Regions from separate parts of the Hordeum vulgare genome. Here all the other regions are linked to region 2. The links are chromatin contacts, called in public Hi-C maps. All regions are on one chromosome and are shown on one strand. Each heading gives the region's core, a stretch centred on a gene start, on an enhancer-like site or on the middle of the called end of the contact. The rest is flanking DNA. Distances are from core to core; before and after follow the strand shown. Region 1 holds the start of LOC123425062 (4-coumarate--CoA ligase 5). Region 2 holds the start of LOC123425067 (calcium/calmodulin-dependent serine/threonine-protein kinase 1). Region 3 holds the start of LOC123425065 (protein N-lysine methyltransferase METTL21A).

Region 1 (2,872 bases), core at 218-2,717, 250 kb after region 2:
ACCTCTCAAGTCTCAACGCACGCACGGTTGGTGAGCACTGACTTGGCTGACCAAATGTTTGGTCCTGCTGCTCCAGTCAAACTCACAACAACCATCTTCTCTAAAAAGGACTGTCACCAACCATCTCCAATAGGACGGGTCCGTTGTGCGTTAGGCCCACGCGGCAGTGCCGCAGCAGGTAAAACAAAGGGTTGCTTAAGTTACCATGACTTTAGGTGTAGCTTGGTGGTATTGCAATGCCTTTTTTAACCCTGGCATATATGCCATGCTTACATATGTTAGTTTCGATGGTACTCTCTCCGTTCCTAAATATAAGTCTTTGTAAAGATTTCATTAGTGAACTACATACGGATGTATGTAGACATACTTTAGAGTGTATATTCAATCATTTTGCTCCGTATGTAGACACATAGTGAAATCGCTTAAAAGACTTATATTTAGGAACGGAGGGAGTAGATAATCTTTCCTACGTTGACGGCAAGCATTTTCCTAGCACTTGCTACATATGTAAATGCTTGATTCAAGAAAGCGATGAGCTCGTTTGGGCTACATATGTAAATGCTTGATTCAAGAAAGCGATGAGCTCGTTTGGGCTAATTAGTTACCGAGAATGCACAAAGCCATAATAATGCAAATTCACTAGAAAGAACAGAAGAAAAGTTCGGTTTTCGACTAGTTTTTCGTATTAACTAGTTTTTTTTTAATGACTGACAGAGCTCCTACCAGTTGCTCCAAATAAAAGGGAAGAAAAGTGACTCTTACACCAAGAGTAAGGCTCGAAGTTCCAGCCTTTAGTGAGTTCATCAAATGATGTTTCTCTAGCTGTATTTTTTTCCAAAACAGAAAGAACTTAAGAGACAATGGATGGTACATGGATTGACTATCATCATAGTATTTAAGAAACAACTTACTCTTTCTCTGCACATGCCCTGAAGATAGGGATAAAGCTAGAGTGTGATATTAATCAAGTTTTTGCTTAATTTTTATCTATAGTTTATATTATAGGATTGGAGGGAGTAGTACTCACTTTGACTTTAACATATAAGATTTCACTGAAGTCAAAATTTAGAAAGCTTGGCTAAGTTTACAGAAAACAACATGATACAAACATTTACGATAACAAACTTCAATCTTGGTAAAAAAAAAAATCTACAGGCTTGATCAAAATAGAAATGGAAGGAGCGCCTTATATATGTATATATATATATATATCCCACATTCCCACTCAAGTAGGGGAAAAACCCCTTTTATGTCGATCATACGGGCAGTTCGTTCATGTGCCGACGTACGTACGTTGGAGGTGTGGTTCCTTCGCACGTGTGAAATGCATGTCTTATGTCGCACCGAGCTTTCTTCCACGAAACTGGACCAGGTCCAGCTGCGAGCTCCCCACCAAACACCACCGACTCCCTCCGCTATCTATCTATAACTATAAGTACCACTCCGCGAGCTCCTTCCACTCGACTCCTCAGGACAACTCCATCTTGCAACCAGCCGTCCGTGCTTCCACTGATCCCACAGCTCCACCAACCAATCCATTCAGCTCAAAACGATCCAAGCCAGACGCCAAGAAATGGGCTCGTTGCCGGAGCAGCAGCAGCAGCAGGTCGTCTTCCGCTCCACGCTGCCGGACATCGCCATCCCGGACCACCTCCCGCTCCACGACTACGTCTTCGAGCGCCTGGCCGAGCGCCGCGACCGCGCCTGCCTCATCGACGGCGCCACGGGCGAGACGCTCACTGTCGGCGACGTGCACCGCCTCTCCCGGCGCGTGGCCGCCGGGTTGCATGCCCTCGGCGTCCGCCACGGCAGCACCGTGATGCTGCTCCTCCCCAACTGCGTCGAGTTCGCGCTGGCCTTCCTCGCCGCGTCCCGCCTCGGCGCCGCCACCACCACGGCGAACCCGCTCCACACCCCGCCCGAGATCGCCAAGCAGGCCGCGGCGTCCCGCGCCACCGTCGTGGTGACCGAGCCGGCGTTCGTCGCCAAGGCGCGGGGCCTCGCGGGCGTCACCGTCATCGTCGCCACGGGCGACGGCGCCGAGGGCTGCGCCTCGTTCGCCGACCTGGCCGCCGCCGATGACTCGGCGCTGCACGAGGCGCCCATCGACGTGGCCGGCGACGTGGTGGCGCTGCCCTACTCGTCGGGCACCACGGGGCTCCCCAAGGGCGTCATGCTGTCGCACCGCGGGCTGGTCACCAGCGTCGCGCAGCTCGTCGACGGCGACAACCCCAACCTCCACCTCCGGGAGGACGACGTGGTGCTCTGCGTGCTCCCCATGTTCCACGTCTACTCGCTGCACTCCATCCTGCTCTGCGGGCTGCGCGCCGGCGCCGCCCTCGTCGTCATGAAGCGCTTCGACACGGTCAAGATGATGGAGCTGGTGGAGCGCCACGGCATCACCATCGCGCCGCTCGTGCCGCCCATCGTCGTCGAGATGGCCAAGGGCGACGCCATGGACCGCCACGACCTCTCCTCCGTCCGCATGGTCATCTCCGGCGCCGCGCCCATGGGCAAGGAGCTGCAGGACATCATCCACGCCAAGCTCCCCAATGCCGTGCTCGGACAGGTACATACATATACCTACCCTTTCCTTCCTCGTGCTTTGAGCTTTGACCATGACTTGACGATGTCCATACTTATTTGTTTGACATTTCGTTTGGGCAGGGCTATGGGATGACAGAGGCAGGTCCGGTGCTGTCGATGTGCATGGCGTTCGCCAAGGAGCCGTCGCCGGTGAAGTCAGGCGCATGCGGCACGGTGGTAAGGAACGCGGAGCTCAAGATCGTCGACCCGGAGACCGGGCTGTGCCTCGGGCGCAACCAGCCCGGGGAGATCTGCATCAGGGGAAGGCAGATCATGAAGGGGTACC
Region 2 (2,821 bases), core at 314-2,813:
AAGTCTTGGTCAACACCTGGAGAACTCGAGATGAATCTAAAAGACGGATCTTGACGACAAAATGAGCAGAGACAGCATCATTCAGACGGACATGCTGATACCGAATCACGCGTAGAAAAAGAGGTGGTAAAATGCAGGGTATGCAACCGAACATGGACGGCGGCAAGAGACTGAATGGCAGATGCATTTCTGCAAGCAAGTCGAGAACGAGAGGGCGTGGCAATGGCGAGAGGAGGAGTGTCGGACCTTGGCCTTGGGGATGACCTTGACGGCGACGTCCTGGCCCTTGTGCTCGCCCTTCTTGGCCTTGGCGGCGCAGGTGTAGCCGAAGTGGCCGCGGCCGACCTCCTCGCCGAGCTCGTACTTGGCGAAGAAGTGCTTGGAGAAGCCGAAGCCCTTGTCGAGGCCCAGCTCCGGCTCGCCGCCCTCGGGGATGGACGCCTCGTTGGGCTTGACGGAGCCGTGCCGCCGCGCCAGGAGCGCGCGGATGTGCTTGGCCGGCGACGGCGGCGGGAAGGGCCGCTTGAACCCGCCGCGCGCGGGGGTGGACGCGACGCTCGAGTTGGCCGGCGAGCCGCCCTTGTAGCTCGACGCCGGGAGCGGGCTCGGCAGGTAGAAGGGGAACTTGGGCTGCTTGGGCGTGCCCGGCTTCGCCGCGGGTGCCTGCGCCGGCGAGGCGGCGGCAGCGGCGGCGGTGGCATCGCGGGCGCCGGAGGAGGCCGCGCGCGGGTCCTCCTCCGCCTCGGCCTCCGGGATTCGCGAGGGCTTCCCGTGACAGAGACCCATGGAGCCCGCGGATCAAGAACCGAGCTCAGCGGCCCCCGAATCGACGCAAATTCCGCAGAAAATCACGCGGAATTGCCCCCCGGGAACGGCGTCAGAGAGCCTCCCCGACTTCAAGAACCCGAGAAAGCATCCCAAATCCCTGTCCCGCCAACAAAGCAACCTCTCTCCACAGGACGACGAACCTGCCCCCAAAATTGGATCCCAATCACGGCAGAGACCAGGCCGCCAGAATCCCTTCCTTGCGGCGAGCCCCGCCGCAGCGAAATGCCGCCGGAGGAAGAAAGAACGACAGGAGCCTGGGCTTGGCTTGGCTTGAAGGAGGGACGAATGGATCAGAGGAGCAAGAACATATTCCGAGATTCTTGAAGTGACCAAACAATCGGCAAAAGCCGGGGGCTTTGAGCGAAAGGGTTGGATCAGAGCGAGGAAATGGAGGACCGGGGGGGGGCACCACCACTGCCTGCCTGCTCTCTCTGCTGGGAAGGAGGGGAGGGGAGAGGAGAGGAAGGAAAAGGAACACCCAGCTGGTGAGTGAATCCTGTGTTGAATTGGGAGGGGGGAGGTCTGCCTCTGCCTGCTTGGTTGCTTTCTTTTGGAGGAGCTCTTTTCCTTTTCAGCTTCTTCTTTTTTCCTCTTTTCTTTTGTAGCTGTAGCCCATCTCCACACACACCATCGCCATGTATGTGCCGTGCTGTGCTTTGGTGAAGGAGGGGGAGGGCAATGGGGACCTGGGAGGGGTGTGGGGGTGGCACAGCACAACATGGGTGGCTGGAGAGGCCAACTATTTTCTTTCTTTTTCTCCCCTGTTTCTGTTGCCATCTACTCCTTGTTTGCTGGTCACCACTCATCAGGGCAAGGCAAAGGAACAACTGTACTGACAAAACTTCCACGGGATACATGCAACTTATTCGGCACCATCGTCTACTTGGAGCCTCCTTGGGCCTCAAGGGGTCTGCCCCAGAATGATCCTGCCCTCAAACAGAGAATTTTTATCAAAGATTCAAACTTCAAACCCGCAAACGCTGCGTATTCGGTCAGTGATATTACAATTAAATACTACTCCCTCTGTCCCAAAATAACTGTCTCAACTTTATACTAGCTCTAGTATAAATTTATACTAAGCTTAAGGCACTTATTTTGGGACGGAGGGAGTACTACCTACTCTTTCCGTTCCATAATGCAGTGTAGTGTAAAAAAAAACGTCTTATATTATGGGACGAAGGGAATACTATTGTTCTAGCCTGCATTTTTTTAGTCTGTGGTAAGAGTTTTTTAGTATGTCAACAAAACACAACTTTTGCTAATACCACTTTTATTTATGGAGAAAACATGAGCTAATGGATTGTTCATCATTACTGATCAAATATACATTTTAGCAATTTCCAAGATTTTACTGAAAGGAAGCCTCATGTCTGTGTCACTCTGAATCTGAACTCTGAAGCCACCCTTCTCTTCTGCAATCCAAAAAAGGCCACACCGCACCGCACAGGCTGTCCTTGCGAGAGCCGAGCTGAGCTCCTCCAGTCCAATCCAACCTCCCCAAGGTATTAAACTGGGGAGTAATGGTGGCATCAATGCTGCTTGCTTGGTGCTCCTCTTTCATCCTCTCATTCATATCCCATTACCTAAGCAATGTTGACTTGAGCAGGCCGCCTCTGGATTATATACTTCATTTGCTCTTCAGATCTGAACAAGGCCACCTGTCACTGTCCTACTGTAACCTTGCATCACTTCTTTTTGTTTTCATGATTTTCTACCGGGGGTTTATTGTGTAAATTTATGCCGACTTCACATGCTTTTCCGGCTATTAAATAATTTGCATAATAAATGGCATAAATTTAAACAGAAAAAACCTAAGTGGTTCAGCTATTAGTTTACAAGGTAAGGTCACTTTCACTCATGCACCTTTCGGTCCCCATAACCTATGTGTGTCAAACTTGTAAACCCTTCTCCCCCAACACTCCAGGTCCAGTTTGAAACGCGGAAATTGTTTTCAGTTCCGGCGGAAAAACGACGAATATTCTCAAGAAACCAG
Region 3 (2,700 bases), core at 201-2,700, 140 kb after region 2:
CATCTGGCACTCTGTAATATGGGGTGGCATCATGCCTGTACCTAAATCAGCCAGACAAGCTAGTATACTAACCATGAGACTTAAATAAGACCATCTCCATATCCCACTGCACGGATGCAACAGAACTAGAGTGTAGCATGGTCAGATCTATTTTTTTCCAACTAATGGGCACTGGATAGCGCTGTGACCACTTTAAGTGAGAATTCCTTTGCAAGAAAATTTGCGTACATGCCTCTGGCTGTAGAAGTAGATACGAAGGACAGAATGAAGCAGGGTAAGAGTCGCCTCGCCTAGTTACAGCAAATATGAATGTGACCCTTCATTAGTTTGATCATGTGATACATGGGTCTTTTGATGTCCTCATGCACTAGAATGGAGCTGTCTCAGTGGAAGGATCCCCAAACAGACAAGGTAAAAGTGGTCCTAAAGCCACATGATTGTGTAATGAAAACCCGTATTTGCTACATACATAGACAACAAGAAGACAATGCACAAATCACATGCCACAAACTTATTTCCATGTTCGACAGATTTAACATTTTACCAAAGCTCCTGTAACTGCACAGTTAGAAACCAGGCATTTACAATTGGTACAGCTGTTATTACGGTACTAAAACTGTGATCAGCACCTCATCGAGTAAACAAATTACGTGCAGCAATTCTTTGACCAAAATGAAACAACATGCGGTAGAACATAACATGCAGTAGAACATAACAGGGAGCATTATGTGGAGGAACTTAACAGCGAGCATTAGTTAGGGCTACCACGCAAACGGTGCTGGACTGAACAACTTGTCATTGTAGACACGGAAACTAACTAACTTGAGCAGCACAATGTGCTGCTCAAGTTCAACCAACCATCCATCCCCTCTTCTGCTCTAAACCAAGGAACCTCCACGCTTGTCCCTGCTCCTAGTACTAGATTTTTACACAGAAGGAGCTAGTGGCAAGACCCCCGCTTTGCCAGTTCACAAACCCATCAAGCCTATCGAACTGCCCCCTTAGCTAGCGATGAGTGAATTGCAACGTTGGCAAGTAAGGAGCAAAGGGGAGGGGCACCTAACTGCAGGCGGAGCTGAGGCAGAGGAGCTGGAGCTCCTGGGAGCCGTAGGTGAAGGTCTTCATCTCGTAGCTGCCCAAATCCAGCAACAAAATCAACAAAAAAGCTTCCAATTCAGCTCGCCGGCAAAGCCGACGCACCACCGCCGCCGCAGTTCATCATCAGAACAGTAAACCCCGAGAGGGTGAAGAGAGAGCGAACCCCTACTTGCGGTTCATGAAGAAGGACGGATCCAGGCAGACGAAGTCGTCCTCCTCTTCCTCCTCCCGCTCCCTCGCGCCGCCGGCATCCGCCATCACTCAGCTCCTTCCCCCCTCCTCCTCCTCCTCGCCGCCGGCGACCGCAGCTGCAGGTTAGAAGAAATTGGAAGTGGGAGTTCGCGGCGGCTCGCTGGACCGCCCCCGGTCCCCTTGTGGGCTCAAGCCTATGATAACGGGCCTTAACCGGGCCGCGGCAAGCGCCGCGCGGCTGGGCCCGGCCCATGGGCGGGAACATTCTAGGGCAGGCAGGGGCAGGACGGTCATTCCACCGCGCCCGCGATCGCGCCTCCCCTCTTAAAACCCTAAACCCCACCATCCCGGAGGCGTAAAGCGAATAGTGTGGAAGCGTCGAGGTCTCTTGCTTGTTTCCCAAGAAGAAGAAGGAGAAGAGCGGCGTCTGATCTCGGCCATGGCGGCGATTAGGCGTCTGATCCCGTCCTTCAACCGGGTGCTGGTGGAGAAGGTGGTGCAGCCCAAGAAGAGCGCCGGCGGCATCCTCCTCCCCGAGACCTCCAAGCAGGTACGGCCCGCCCTTCTCGCCTCCCCTTTCGTGGGTGCCGCTGCTGGGTAGATGTTGCTTCTTGCTCCTGCGCGTGGATCCCGTCTGGGGGCTCTGCTTAGATCTTGGTCGGTCGACGGCCGTCTAGGTTGCAAATTTGTTTGTCTGGTGGAATTAGTTCAGTTGGGGCGTGTGGCTAGGCCGGCCGCTTCAGATTTGCTTTGTGTGGGTTGCAGATTCTAAGCTAGAATGGTCTACTTTGAGCAATTTGAACTTAATTACAGTAGTAGGGCTGGCATCTGCGCTGATTCCACAAAGAATCGACTTTTACCAATGATGTATTCTTCACATTCGTTGTGCTGCTAGATTCCACAAAGAAGTTGTAGCTGTACAATAGTCCTGTCCCGTAGTGCACTTTAATGATCCCACATTATGTCATTATCCTTGAGAACACGGTTCATCAAATGGTTCATACGGAGTGCCAGTTGTGAACATTAGCGGGTGTCTGTTCCTGTGGGGACTGCTTATGCTTCTGATGTGGTTACTTGTTAGGTAGAGAGATACCTAGTTGTGTGGTCTGCAAATTGTTTTCTTGTTCAGCTGGGGATGTGGCTAGACTGGCTGGCTGATTCAGATTCACCTTGTGTATTGCGGGTTGTTAGCTAGACTGATCTTGTTTAATCAACTGTAGTTAAATTGTGAAGTTGCAGTCAGTTCTGCTTCCATCACGAATTTATTGTTGCCACCAATTTTGCATTTTTCATATTTGCAATGCTACTAGATTGCTAGTTTTACTGTAGTTCTGTCTCATAGTCCTATCAGTCCACTTCAACTGGGCAGTTCATTTCCAGTCACTCCTATTAGTAGTGCAGTTAACTGAC

Evidence for each region. A called contact is a pair of places that touch in the nucleus more often than the background predicts.
Region 1: a Hi-C map of seedling shows a contact between it and region 2, with 5 times the contacts expected there. The contact joins the promoter of LOC123425062 here to the promoter of LOC123425067 in region 2. A contact is called at or near these places in 2 of 6 Hi-C or Micro-C datasets (leaf and seedling).
Region 3: a contact with region 2 is called in a Hi-C map of leaf, with 4 times the contacts expected there. The contact joins the promoter of LOC123425065 here to the promoter of LOC123425067 in region 2. A contact is called at or near these places in 3 of 6 Hi-C or Micro-C datasets (leaf and seedling) and 1 of 1 datasets of contacts at active chromatin or transcription factors (embryo).

What each region holds. Positions count from the first base shown.
Region 1 is chr2H:68,854,332-68,857,203 of MorexV3_pseudomolecules_assembly, reverse strand. It overlaps LOC123425062 (4-coumarate--CoA ligase 5), which reads left to right and starts at 1,467. Exons shown (of 3, transcript XM_045108730.1): 1 at 1,467-2,569; 2 at 2,668-2,872. The coding sequence starts at 1,574.
Region 2 is chr2H:69,107,505-69,110,325 of MorexV3_pseudomolecules_assembly, reverse strand. LOC123425067 (calcium/calmodulin-dependent serine/threonine-protein kinase 1) reads right to left here and starts at 1,563. Exons shown (of 11, transcript XM_045108736.1): 1 at 247-1,563. The coding sequence starts at 786.
Region 3 is chr2H:68,963,038-68,965,737 of MorexV3_pseudomolecules_assembly, reverse strand. LOC123425065 (protein N-lysine methyltransferase METTL21A) reads right to left here and starts at 1,450. Exons shown (of 8, transcript XM_045108734.1): 1 at 1,268-1,450; 2 at 1,065-1,132. The coding sequence starts at 1,356. LOC123425064 (10 kDa chaperonin, mitochondrial-like) reads left to right here and starts at 1,644. Exons shown (of 3, transcript XM_045108733.1): 1 at 1,644-1,840. The coding sequence starts at 1,730.